Regions from separate parts of the Anas platyrhynchos genome. Here region 2 is linked to region 1. The links are chromatin contacts, called in public Hi-C maps. All regions are on one chromosome and are shown on one strand. The core of a region is the stretch at or near the end of the contact, and the rest is flanking DNA. Distances in the headings are between cores, read along the strand shown. Region 1 holds the start of SNX18 (sorting nexin 18). Region 2 holds the start of LOC101801163 (chondroitin sulfate proteoglycan 4).

Region 1 (6,932 bases), core at 1,352-3,851:
CTTTCATTTTCTGAGTTTCTTTCCCCTAATGGATCACAAAGTGCCAAACAAACAGCAATGCAAACCTCAGAAGTATGTTTCAGGCAGAAAGATGCCAAAAGGGTACCACATGAGCAAAATCTCTTCAGGATAATATGGGCAAAGGATGAAAAACCTCAACTAGGAACACTGCGGCAGACCACTGTCCTCACAAAGGTGCAAAGGGAGTTTAATGTACAGCCAAACTGACAAACACCAACAGCTTTAAACTTCTCATCTGAATGTCCATCATAAATGCAAAATGCATGTAACACTTCCAACAATAAGGTCAGCTGGAGTATCTGCATCTTCAGATTACTTATCTATTACCTGCTAGATCAGAGATTTAAGATACCTGACATACGTAAAAGAGTAATAGATGTTTTCATACCAGTTGATCTCCGACGGCTGTAAACAAGCTCATTAATCTTTAATGTATCAGCCTCACAGGTAGATGTGGTTTCTTTCAGAGGCACACAGTCACGCTCAGTAACCTCTGACGAACAGAAATCCCAACAAAGTCTAGACCTTTGGCACAGAATGAAAGCTGTCACTGATGTGTTTTGTGTATTTTTAGCAACAGACTACCTGAGTAAACACTGAAAAGTTTAACCCAAGGCCAACAAGCCATACGTGGAGAAAGTTTAGCTCCTGGTTCCTACCTCTGTCTGCATGGCACCGATACATTAAACTATAATTTCAGAAAATAAGTAAGGGTGTTACCTTTCTGGACGTGGATGATGTCCGGAAAGTTGGCCAAATGCCCCTGATACAGCGCTAACAAATCCATCACAGGATCTAGGTCCTGTCGGGGCTGATCTGCAAAGAGGTCCCCGATGGCATCGTAGGCTTCCGCAGTGAAGGCTATGGCTTGGTTGAGGCCGGCCGAAAAGGCCTGCTGGTCCAGCTCAAACGCCTGGCTGAGGCACTTGAAGGAGTGCCCCACCTTCTGGTATTCCTTCTTGAAGCCAGTGACTTGTTTGCGGGCGAACTCGTTGACGGTGTGATTGAGCTGCAGGGCGCTCTCGTCCATCTTCTTCGTGAAGGCTTTGAAGCCGTCCACCTGGCTCTCCACCTCCTGCAAGTCCAGGCCAGCCCCAGGGCCAGCGGGGACACTGATGGTCAGGAAGAAGTTGGCACCCACCATCTCGTCTTTCTCAGCCTTGCGCTTGCCCTGCTTCCAGGCCTTCTCATCCGTGCTGGGACAGGTGAGGAAGTGCTGGAAGGCATCGCACTGCGCCAGCACGGGGTGGCTGCACATGTGGTCCATCCACCAGGCCAAGCCTTTGCGACGCTTGGAGATGAAGTCCTCCTCGAAGCGGCCGGTGGCCTGCTTCTCGGGCAAGTGGGGCACGGAGATGACAGGGAACTTCTCGGCCAGGCGCCCGTAGAGCCAGTCGAAGTGCTTGTAGCGGCGGTGCACCTGCTGCCCGGTGTGGCTGGGCACCAGCTTGTAGGCGATGTAGCTCTTCATCCCCTTGAACTTGGTCTGCTTGGTGGGGTCCTCGATGGAGCACTGGAAGGGGTACGGGTTCTCCTGCCACTCGGGGCCGCGCGGCCCCAGCACCACGCACAGCTTATCCCCATCCTTCACAAAACCCGACGCCTCGCCCAGCACGAAGGCCTCCCCGCCGGACTTGACGAAGGTGGAGAACCGGTTGAGGTTGCGGCTCACCGTGGCCGAGCTCTTGGCTCCTCCACCAGCCGGGTGCGGGTGTCCGGCTGCGTGTCCACCGCCACCACCGCCACCCCCACCGCCACCGCGGGACCCCAGGGACAGCTCGGACCGCGTGGACAGGCGGTAGCGCCCCGCCGCCCCGCCGCCCCCCGCAGCCTCGTAGTCGGGGTAGGAGCTTCCCAGCGCCCCGGGCTCGTCCGCCACCGTGGAGCTGTCGTCCCAGTCATCGTCCCAGTCGTCGTCGCTGCCCTGGCTGGGCTGGTAGGGGCCGCCGTAGGGTGCCATAGGGAAGGGGTACCCGGCGGCGGGCGGCACCGGGAAGGGCTCGGGGGGCTGCTGCGCCGCCGGGGGCTGCTGCTGCTGCTGCTGCTGCTGGTGGAGCTGCTGCTGCTGCTGCTGTGCCGGCTTGAAGGCGGCGGGCGGCGGCAGCGGCTCGAAGCCGGCGGCGGGGACATTGGCGTAGCGGGCGGGCGGCGGCGGCTCGGCGGCGGGGGCGCGGATCACCTGCACGTAGGAGGCCGGGAAGAGGCCGCGGTCGCCGCGGCTGTTGACGCCCTCCAGCCAGCCCTCGATGTCCTGCTCGCTGCACAGGCTCAGCACCTCGTGCTCCCGCAGCGAGATCTCGCCGGGGTTCTCCGACCTGAAGTCGTACAGCGCCCGGGCCCGCAGCGCCATGGCTGCGGTGCGGAGCGGAGCGGTGCGGAGCGGGGCGGCGCGGAGCGGAGCGGGGCTGCAGGAGCCGAGCCGCGGAGCCCCGGCGCTGCCGGCGGGCGGCGAGTCCCGGCTTCACCCCGCGGGGCGCGGCGGGGCCGGCCCGGTCCCACGTCGCCAGTTTCGCTAATCCAGAGCCGAGAGGCAGGGCGGAGGAGCCGAGCGCAGAGCGGCCGCCCCCATCGATGGGCCCGGCCCGCACCCACCCTCGCCGCCCGCCCCCTGGCGGCCTCCGCCGCGGGCCGGCCGCGGGGCTTGGGGCTGCCCCCGGTGGAGGTGGAGGGCTGCGGGTGCTGCCGCAGGCTTGGCGGGGCCGCCTGGCCGCCTGGAGGCTCCTTTAGGGGGCCACGGGGAGGTGTTTGAACCCCTGGTTCTGCGCGGTGTGGCGCTGAGGTGCTGGGCGAGGTGTGGGTGAGGGGCTGTGCACCCCGCCACACTGCTCCATCCGCTGGCTGCCCTCACTTACAGCCAGAGTTTTAGTCGTGAATAACGTGTGTGACATCCCTCTTCAAAAAACAGACCATCCTGCCCATGTTTGCCTTCTGCCTCAATCCCATCCCTACGCTGCTTCTCCCACCCTGGCCATTTCCCCTCATAACTCCCGTGGCACCCGGTCCGGTGTTGTCCACCCACACACACACCACCCATGGCCCTTCACCTCTCCTGGATCCCAGGACACAGATTTCCCTCACGGCTTCTACCTGGTGAAGGAAAGGCAGGGCAGCACACGCTGCCTGCATGCTCCTTCCTGCCTGCCATCTTCCTCCCTTCGCCGTGCCTCACCGACCATCTCAACCCTGCTGGGAAAGCAGTGTGTGCCCGTTTGGTTTCCAGTTCCTTGTGTTTTCCCTCCAACACCCTGCTGGGTGCTAAGCTCTAGCTTATTTCTCTGACTTCGCTCAAAGTCTGTCACTTCTCAAAGGTCCTTGTGTCAAACAATTTGTGTGCATTTGGGAGCAGTTCGCTGGAATGCTACAGGACCCTCTCCTTGCTTTCACTAGGTGTAGATGTAGAATTGAGCAGCATGGTTTAGTGCTGGACTTGTCAGTGCTAGGTTAAAGGTTGGACGAGATGATCTTAGAGGTCTTTTGCAACCCAAATGATCCTGCGATTCTATGATAACTGTTATTAACGTTGTTTGATACCTGAGTTTTGCTTTTGCCCACTTTTTAATTTTGACCTCCATTTTCCCATTTGGCATATTATCCCAGCACTTTCGTGTACCATTGCTTAACATTTTTTGAATGCATCAGTTCACCCCAGACTAACACGTCACCCCCAGCACTCTGCATCTGCCTAGCTCTGGAGGTCTGTTTTTATCAGCCAATTCCAACAGTGCAAGAGCCTCAGAGTTCACCGCACAAGCAGCTCCTGTGTGGCCAGCCCATGGGCTCATGTTCACATTATATTGCTTGTGCCTCCATCTCCGAAGCTGAGCACAGAATGTGGAGCAGCCATTTACTCAGAGCAGTACTGAGTATCTGCATCGGTGATACAGGCAGAAGCATCAGTCTCCTTCCAAGGGACATCTGGCAGCTGCTCAGGGCTGTGCAGCTGAAGACTTTGGCTTCAGGCAGCTCCCTGTCAAGGCTTCAGGATTTTCCAGGTCAGCACGCTGACCTGGCCTCGTCATCACTCACCCACCCAGCAGGACCAGAGGCGTTCCTCAGGCCCTCGTCAGCATTTGTCAGCACCCTTGGAGCCACCACAGCTCTTTTTCCACTAGGGCTAGTGTTCGTTATCTTTTGGCCACTGCAATCAGTGTCTGCCATTCATGCAGACGGGATTTTATTCTGCTGAACACAGGAACTTTGTGGTACGTGGTCCAGGCTCCAGCATGCTGCCCTCAGACCATGTGGCCAGCTTAGAGTGAGGACTAAAACCCCAATGAGAGGTACTTACGGATCAGTTTAACCTCTGTCTTAGATTTTATCCCTAATTCTCACGACTGCAAGAAACAAAAATAAGTGATCAAGGGTTTTTTTGTTCCTTCAAAGTTACTCCTAACACTGATCATAGTTTGATCTGAGCAGGCTTTGCATTCATATGAATCCTCACGGGTTAAACTACAGGAAAATTACTTCCCATTCTGCCTTTTCTGTACTATTTATTATTTTATATGTGTTTTATTGCATCTTATCCTGCTCGTTTCCCAAACTTTTCGGTCCCTATTCATCTCAATTTTCAATTCCTTTAAACATAACTGCTCTTTTCTCTGAAACAGTTTTTGTTTTTGCTTTCTCATGAGGTGATCAGTACTGTAAATAATGCTGACCTGCTTGAGTTGTAGATGAGTAGACAGATGATTTACATTTTTTCTTCATTGAACACCCAGGAGCGACCAAGAGATGCCATTCTCAGCTACGAGAGCAGCTCAAGAACTGGATTTTGCTGCCCCAAGTGGTGAGAAGCTGTGCTTTCAGTGCCTGGCAGGCTGCCCCTGTCCCGGGAAGGGAAGGAAGGAGGGACAGAGCTGAGCTGAGGGCCTGCTTTACTTCACAGGGTCCAGTGCTGCAGAGGACAGCTGTCCTATTTTCTGCCTTTACCCCCCCTTAGTGTTTTCTTAATAATTTCTGGCTCATTATTTGTATATAAAAAAGACACAAGCAAAGGTGTCGACTTCAAAAGGTGCAAAAACTGCTACAATTAGGATTTTAAAGCATAAAATCTGTAAAAGTAATAAAAACATTATTTATTTATTTGTTTGTTTATTTACATGAGTGTAAACTAGTTAAGTGGTTATTCTCTAAAATGTTCCATCTTTGAGACCTTAACAAAAATTAAATAACATGAAATTAAGTCATGGCTTTTCAGGCACTGTATCAGGCAAACATATGAAGGGAGGAAGTAAGGGAGGAAGTATGTTATATTATTTCCCTAGTGGACAAAACTGCAAAGAGAACTTGGAACAATAACTAGCTCGAAATTGCATTTTCCATTTGTCTCCGATCAGTGAGCCAGTTCTGATGTCCATTGTGTGCAGAGACTCTGTTGTGGGTTTTAAAATGAACATTTTTTATTTTTTTTTGTAACCAAGAAAACTGACCTGCAAAATTAGAAACCACCCTAATAAATAAATTGAAGATTTTGAAAACACCAACTTCTCAGGCCCTCTGTAACCATCTATAGTGCTAAGTGGAAAGGCTGGATTGATTAAGCCTTGCTTTTTTTGTTCAGACTACCAGAGGCAAGGGTTTCAAAATCAGAATAACACATTCTGATTTCTGTCATTTTATCTGCATGAAACATATATCTGAGTGCCTTTGGTAGCAAATCTCTACCATCTTCATTGGGAATCAAATTTTCAGAGTCAAAGTGAATGTTCTTCTGAGTCTGTCAAGCTCAGAACCTGTAACTCAGTGAAAAAGATTAATGTTTAATATGTTCCTGGAGATCTATAATTTAGGGGTGGAAAAGAAAGCCAAACTAAAGCAAAAAGTGTGCAGATGCCTAAGCACAGGATGCCTCATTGTTTAAATTTGGAGTTTGCTATCTCAAGACTCCTGAGAATCTATGCTGAAAGAGTTGTTTGAAAGCATTGTGATTTATTTTTCTGCTCAGGTGCAGAAGCTTATAGTAAAAAATTTGGAAACATGGTGGAGAAAGTAAGGATTTTGAGTGATATTTCCTAAGAAAGTGAGTTAGTAGAGGCCCAGCAAACAAAAATAATAAAATTGTGAATCAACCCGGACTTAATTTTCCTTGAAGCCCTCAAATGTTTCCTTCTTTCTTTTCTGGATTTTCCTCTGTGCTATAACTTTGTTTCTTTAGTAAAGAAAAGAAAGTGATTTTTCCAGAAGGGAAGATGAAGCTCTGGTGGGATTTAGCCTTTCCACTGGCACCATTATGAAGATACCAACTTGGAAAAACTGTAAGCCAGGATGTTGGACAGTGTCTTAGTAGGAAACAACCAGAACAGTGCTTTGCGCAAGGAAGTGTTCATCAATACCATTTCTAAGAGCAAACTCAGCCAAACACTGACTGAGTACATGTTTTTTATTGCTGCTATTTATGTTTTCACCCAAGATTGTTTTGCTTTGTTGTCAGTGACATCTCATCATAAGTTGAAAATAATGTAATTTATTTTCTTAAACTGTAGAGATAGATATAAATTTCACTTCAAAGGTAAATGAAGTGGCTTTATTCCATTTCTACTTTGTCTGTAACTGTAATGTCTAATTCTGAACGGTATGAGGACTTGCTAGAGCAGCAATTACCATGCCTAACAAATCTGCCACTAGAGGGCACGAAATGATTTTAAAAACAAGTTATCAGTCTGAAAGATTAAAGATTTTAAACTAGCAAAGCAGTGAAGTAAATACAATGAATGTGACAAATAATTCTAGTTTCCTTTTCATTTTCAGCTTTAAAAAGATCAAATAATATTAGCCTTTAAATGTTCTGTAAAATACTTGAAAATATATATCTATTCAGGCATCAGGAATGGAGATACTTTATATTGTGCTATGGAATTTTTAGGGAAAGATTCAGTGAATTTTAGGAGAAATCTATCTATCTATCTATC
Region 2 (6,932 bases), core at 2,606-5,105, 150 kb before region 1:
TACAAAGTTTTGAACATCACTAAGGATGGAGTCACTAGTCACTAAGGATGAACATCACTAAGGATGGGCCCCTCGCTACAAGAAGGACATCGAGGTGCTTGAGCGGGTTCAGAGAAGGGCGACGAAGCTGGTGAGGGGCCTGGAGAACAAGTCCTACGAGGAGTGGTTGAAGGAGCTGGGCTTGTTCAGCCTGGAGAAGAGAAGGCTCAGGGGCGACCTTATCACTCTCTACAGATACCTTAAAGGAGGCTGTAGTGAGGTGGGGGTTGGCCTGTTCTCCCATGTGCCTGGTGACAGGATGAGGGGGAATGGGCTTAAGTTGCGCCAGGGGAGTTTTAGGTTGGATGTTAGGAAGAACTTCTTTACCAAAAGGGTTGTTAGACACTGGAACAGGCTGCCCAGGGAGGTGGTGGAGTCACCATCCCTGGAAGTCTTTAAAAGACGTTTAGATGTAGAGCTTAGGGATATGGTTTAGTGGGGACTGTTAGCGTTAGGTCAGAGGTTGGACTCGATGATCTTGAGGTCTCTTCCAACCTAGAAATTCTGTGATTCTGTGATTCTGTGAGTCTCTCCGGGAAACCTGTTCCAGCGTTCGACCACCCTCAATGTGAGAAAGATTCTTGTATTTAAATAGAATTTCCATTATTTCGTTTTTTTCCCCTTTGCCTTTTATCTTTCCACTCGATACCGCTAAGTCTGGCTCCTTATTCTGCACACATTGCTATCAGCTCTTTGTACCCATTGATGAGATTCCCACTGAGCCTTCTCTTCTCCAGGCTGAACTTTCTCATACATTGAGTGGATTACTTTTCTTTGGACAAGAAGTAATGTCAAAATGAGCATACTAAAAAATGTCAATTTAATGACAAAATTAGTTCAGTGATTGCAGAGTTACTCAGTAGAGTTACAGACCACATTAACTGACTGAGTATATTTTTGTGACTATATCAAACTACAATGTGGAATAGACTTTAAATTGTACATACCTTAAAACAAATGTATCATGTCCTCCAATTTCATCCTATGACATGAATCACAAAGTATTTAAAAATAATGTCTAGTTCTACACCTCCGCATGTACAGGATACTGCCATTTTACCTGTCTCTTGCCTCTCATCCAAATGTCTTGCTCAGCACTACCATTCCTAACTGGGGATACATTGTCATACCTGTGCAATACATGGTCAGTGGAAAAGCAATTTTTTCCCCAAGGTTTTCCATCAGAAGCACAGAGTTTCACTGACACACACCTGCAGGCCTGCTTTTCCAGCTTCAGACACATTATGGATCTTTATTCCATGTTATATCCTTTTTGCTTTTGACCTTCTTGTTTGAATCCTGGACTATCTTGATACATTTTTAGTATCTCCTTCTCAAGGTTTGTACAAATCTTCTTAGAGCACCAGTCTGAAAAGAAAGAAGTTTATCAGGTCTCTGACTTTGAGATTTTTAATAAATCTGTTAAATAATATCTGGGTGAAGATCACTCCCTATGATTTCCCACTGGACATGGCTTCCACCCAAGCACATTATTCTAAAATTGTGAAGACAGCAAAGCCTGCCAAAAATTTCTAAGGAAAATCTTGACTAAATGATGACTACAAACCTCAAAGGAAGAGAGGAACCAGACAGCTGACCCAGAAGAGATTCATTCCATCACAACTTTTCTTATTTCTGCAGCCTTGGAATATTATCTAGGTTACTTATTCTGCTTATTTAGTGTAGCATTTCATCTCACAAATTCCAGTTCTATGTGTAAGTGAAGTAACAAGTTAAAAAAACAACTGACCTGTTGAGACACATTAGAAAGCACCCTGCCAGCTGATTATATCAGAGAAAATTTTATGACTGCAAGGCTGTTCCTGGCATGGATGATGTATGTAACTAAGGGTATGTCTGCATATTTGAATTAAGTATGATAAGTGGCTTATACACAAGTAGTTCAAGTATGCTCTTAAAAAACAAAACAAACAAAAAAAACCTAGAACCTTGAGCTTTCAAGTACAGGGCACCACTGATAAGGTGCAAAATGCAGAATTTCCTCTGTCTAGTTTAAGTTCTGTACAGCTTATAATAATTTCACTTTGTTTTGTCTACCTGCTGTATATTCATTCTACAACAAAACATGACTTCTTTATGCAAGTATGATTGTAGTTATATCCCATATCTGGTACAAAAAGAATCAGTAAAAAAGCTGTAGATAAGACTTCTTATTTCATGATTACAAAAGGCAATAGTGTTTACAAGGGTACAAGTACAACATACCTAGATTACTTCCTTCTGTTCTTTGAAGGGACTTTAAAGGGACTGTGATGTGCTGTTTATTACCTCTTATATGTCCATTTCAGACTTCTTTTCCTTGTATGCATATAGCACCCTCACTAGAGTATTTGATCAATTTAATTTATTTATAATTAATTTAATTTAATTTATTTAATTTATTTATACTTAATTTATTTTAATTTATTTATACTTAAATAGTTTTCTGAAGTACAAAAAACATAGTCTATCAATTTTAGATGTAAGGATCCGAGTCATACAGTGCCATCAGAGAATTAGCAATCCAAAACTAAATTTTTGAAACAAAATGAAACCATGAAAATTACAGGTGAAATGCTTACTGAGCCACATGGTGTGCTTAAGACAACTCTCCTACAGCACCAGGGCTGTGTGTGCCGTCCATTCCCAGGTCTGTCAGTTAATTATTCCCAGGTCTGTGGCTAATGGGTCACATATCCTGAGAGCTGGTTAAAGGTGGAGAACCAGGTTGGACCTGGTGATTAGGGACATGGTTTAGTGGGTGACATTTGTTATAAGTTGCCCCCTTAATTAATTTTCAGAGAGCATTGCATTAATAAGAGAAAGGAATTTATTGAGTAAGCAACAGCAAGCAAAACAGCGCTGGGCGGCCGGGGAGTCTCGGCTCCGCCAACGGCGCGCACCTCACCCCCCCCAGGGTCCCTTTTTATATCTTGGTAATTCCGGGATTACGCAGCACATCCTGGTATATTCTGCGACTGCGCGCACTGTTGCTAGGGGGTCGTCTCTGTCCCTCTGGTGGTCGTGAAGATGAAGGCCGTAGTCTTCCTTGGCGTTGTGGTTCAACTTCTTTCTTTATTTGGTCATGTTGGCCCAGCATGAGACAGGAAGGCAAGATGTTGATACACTGGTTTAACAACTTATCAGGAGATGGTTACATGAACTTTGCAGCAGTGTTATTTTGAACAAAAGAGGCTACTGAGATGCAGAAGGAGAGAAGGGGAGAGGGTTCTCTTTTTTGTTACATTAAGCAAAGGAATTTTCATAGTGTCTAGCTAAGCATTATACAGCTCCTTACTTCAGCAGGGAGTTTTCACAACTCCCGTTCCTCAAACAGAACTCCTTGTTTTTACAAAAGACAATGAACAAACATTTATTGTGTATTACAACATTGACATTGGTGGAAGGGTGATGGTTGAAACGATTCATCTTGAAGGTCTTTTCCAACCTTCTATGATCTTGTTAGGAGTGATCTGGAGGGGACACCAGAACTGACCCTTGGAATCGTGTGGGGACAAGGCCACATGTGGGAGTGCTGACCACCTTGTGTGCTGACCACCTTGAGTGCTTCCAGCCCGAGGGATGCAGCGATGGCAGCAGACTTGGAGAGAAGTGTTGGACACAAACACAACGCCGAGTGCTCTGCACAGGGCTTCACACCCTTCTCCTCCTGTGCTCAGCTGGGGCAACCCGGGGACCGCCGCCGAGCCCGGTGAAACAAAACTATCGAAACACACCGCGAGGAGCCACCCCTATTCCACAGGACGCCTGTGGCAGCCCCAGGGCCGTCCCTCCACCCTCCCGGTGCCGCCCCCGCCGTGTTTCTGTAGCGGGAGGCGGGACTGGGGGCAGGGGGAGGGCGGCGAGCTCCGTGCCGGGCCCCCGGTTGCTGGGGGCGGCCGGTGCTGCCCGGCCGGTCCGCGGCATGGCGGCCGGGCCCAGCGCCCCGCTGCTGGCGGCGCTGCTGCTCCTGCTGCTGCTGCTGGCCGCCGGCCGGCCGGCCCTCGCAGGTAGGGGCTGCCGCCATGTCGCGGGGAGCCGCCGGGCTCCGGGCAGGCCGGCAGGGCGCTGGTTGAGGGGGAGGGAGGCGCTGGGGGCTTCGCCTGCGGGAGGGGAGCCCCCATGGAGGGGCGCCCCGCGGGGCTGGAGGCTCGGGCGGGGGCTGCGGCGGGGCGAGCCCCGCACCCAGCCCCCGGAGTGTGAGGCCTGTGGTGGGAGCAGCCGGGCTTACCTGGCGGTGGGCGTGCAGAAATAGCTTTGTTTTCGACAGCAGCAGCTTTTGGGGGCGAGGGGAAGGTGTTTCTGCAAAGGGGAGGCCGAGCCTGCCCGCTGAGGCGTGATTCGCTTTGCGCCCGCTGCAGGGTTGATGCCGGGACTCGACAGAGTCCCAGAGTCTTTTTAATACAAACACATAGCAAGCAACTGGCGTAAAATTCTTTTTTTAACAGTCGTGAGTATGACTGAAGTTACATGCCGTGAGAAAGCTCTACGGTATGTGCAAGGGTATGCCCTGTGGTTCTTCCCCTGTTCTGGCTTGCAAGAAGCCCCGATGTTCATTACCAACCAGTGACAACGGGTGCCGGGTTTTGGCATCCAAATTGAGCTGATGTCTGGCTTCCCACACATGCCAAGGGCCCGCCACTCTTCCTGATGGTGGTGCAAATAGAGGTGCTACTCCAGAGCTGTCACCAAAACCACTGGCACTGACAAAAGCTTAAGTTTGAAATTTCTTTGTTTTCATCTTCCAGTGAACTGTAATTACAGCACCAAGGAATGATAATCAGATTTGCTATTTAAATATGCACTTAAATATTTGACCAGTAAACGGTTGCAGAATTGACCTGTCTGGTATGCTTCGCAATCCCATGCGACAGGAACTAATTGCTGTAACTCCCTTTCCTTAAAAATTACAAGTGTCTCACTGTCTGTGACTGTACTGTGAATGTTTTCTCTAGATCCATAGACTAGCTAGGAACTAACACCTAATGTTTAATTGTATCTTTAAAAAAATCTTCAGTTCTTATGCCTCCCTTGTCTTTTCGCAAGAGGATTTCAATGTATGGTGCTCTAAACAGTGTTCTTGCAGGTTTCATGGACAAGAAGCCTGTATGCAGAGTAGGGAGGATATTTTATTGCTCACAGAAGTGTCTCTGAGCTATCACAGATGTCTGGGAGATCAGATTGCCACTGAAATTTCTCTAGTGCTGGTAGCATTTTCATAAATGTCATGGTCTAAGGGTTTTGTCAGTGATTTTGCTGGCAGCAATATTAGGCCAACCAGTATGGTTTTGCAAACAGTACTTTGAGAAGTTGACAAACCACTTCATGCCTCACTGTTGTGGTAAGAGCTGTCCGTGCCCAGCATTCCGGGCAGTGCACGGTAAATACAGGGCTGCAGGGAACATTTCCAGATTGCAAGGTAGGATGTCAGAATCACAGCCTGCTGCTTGTGCTAGCCCAAGTGCAGCAATGTAGGATGCTTCAGCAGAGCTGTCATGCGGATCTCTACAATCCCATGTGGGCTGGCATCTGTACCAGGACCATGTGTCAAAATCTAGCTCTTGTCTCTTTACTGCAGTTGCTGCTATAACTGTAGCCATGCTCAGAGGTAGAGAGATTCTTGTCCCAAAGATCTTAGAGAGGAACTGAAAAACAATTTGAGGATGGAAGGAAAACAAAGCGCTAACAACTTTTAGGCAGTAAACTGAAATTAGGTTAAGTGGTTCGCACAATTCTTTGGCATGTTTCTCTGATGGAACTAGAAATTAACATTACCTTTGTCCATTTGATGTTCAGTGCTTCAACTGTAGGACTATCTTTTATCTAGGAATCTGGTGTGTGAAGCACATGCGGATGCAACACAGGGATGTGTCTCACTGTGTACGTTTTGCATTACATGCAAGAATCAGAGGCTTGCAGACTCTTACTAGCATTTGATTTACCCACAAAATCTCACTCTAAATCTAACAGTGGTAAAGTGTGAATCAGCCCTGAGAATTCACTTCAACACTATGGTTACATTACCTGTAAATGGCTTTCCCAGCAAATCTGGCAGTCCTTTTCCATGTCCATTCTTCCTGTGCCCCTGAAGTGCTGTCGATGTCATCTGCTACCAGCTTGGATAAGAAGCAAAAGAAGTTGTACTTTTCCATTATGAAGTATCCTTTGTCTCTCTGTTTGCTTTCTGTCATTCTGCTGCATTATTTCTTCTGTTTGTCCTCATAGCAAAATTTCATTAACCAAACTGCCATTCTATGAAGTATCAGGACTGTGTGTTGGAGAATGTAGTTTAGACTGTGTGATCTGGGAAGAGGCACTTCCAACATTAACCCAACAGTCTGATGCCATGGTATTTGTAAGTATCAGAATGTCTTCTGCTTTCAGGTCTTTAATAAATGCATCCTCCAGAGTGCAGTTTGACAGCTTCTGTTTTTTTTCCTTTTTTCTCCTGATTAATATTTTGATCACCCTCGGGCTGCTTGTGCAGGTGTGATCTTTGCATACCATTCAAGTGGAGCAGAACACAAGCATTTTAATAATGAAATATATTTGTACTTTTTAGACACAGTACCACAAAAGCGTTCAGGCAACCTTGCTAAAGAGAGAAGGAAACAATGAATATCTCCATGTAATTTAATCATCAGGCATATTTGGAAGAAGTGCACCTGAATTCTGAGAGACTAAAGTTTATATCCTCTCCCCCTTGTTTAGAACAAGGTTTTTAACCAGTTTCGCACCAAAGATTTGTAAGCAAGCCATATGACCTAAGATATTCAGTGATGCCTATAATGTTTTTCCATCTCACTGGTTGAATTAGATCATATCTATGATGCAGCAAGTTCTTGGTTAAAAATGGAATATTTTAAATATGGTTCCATCCAGCTGTAAGATCA

Evidence for each region. Hi-C and Micro-C count contacts between places; a contact is called where the count stands out from the background.
Region 2: a Hi-C map of subcutaneous adipose tissue shows a contact between it and region 1, with 2.4 times the contacts expected there. The contact joins the promoter of LOC101801163 here to the promoter of SNX18 in region 1. A contact is called at or near these places in 2 of 8 Hi-C or Micro-C datasets (liver and subcutaneous adipose tissue).

Annotation. Positions count from the first base shown.
Region 1 is chrZ:18,447,973-18,454,904 of IASCAAS_PekinDuck_T2T, reverse strand. It overlaps SNX18 (sorting nexin 18), which reads right to left and starts at 2,601. Exons shown (of 2, transcript XM_038170211.2): 1 at 742-2,601. The coding sequence starts at 2,371.
Region 2 is chrZ:18,594,665-18,601,596 of IASCAAS_PekinDuck_T2T, reverse strand. It overlaps LOC101801163 (chondroitin sulfate proteoglycan 4), which reads left to right and starts at 3,855. Exons shown (of 10, transcript XM_027446274.3): 1 at 3,855-4,049. The coding sequence starts at 3,965.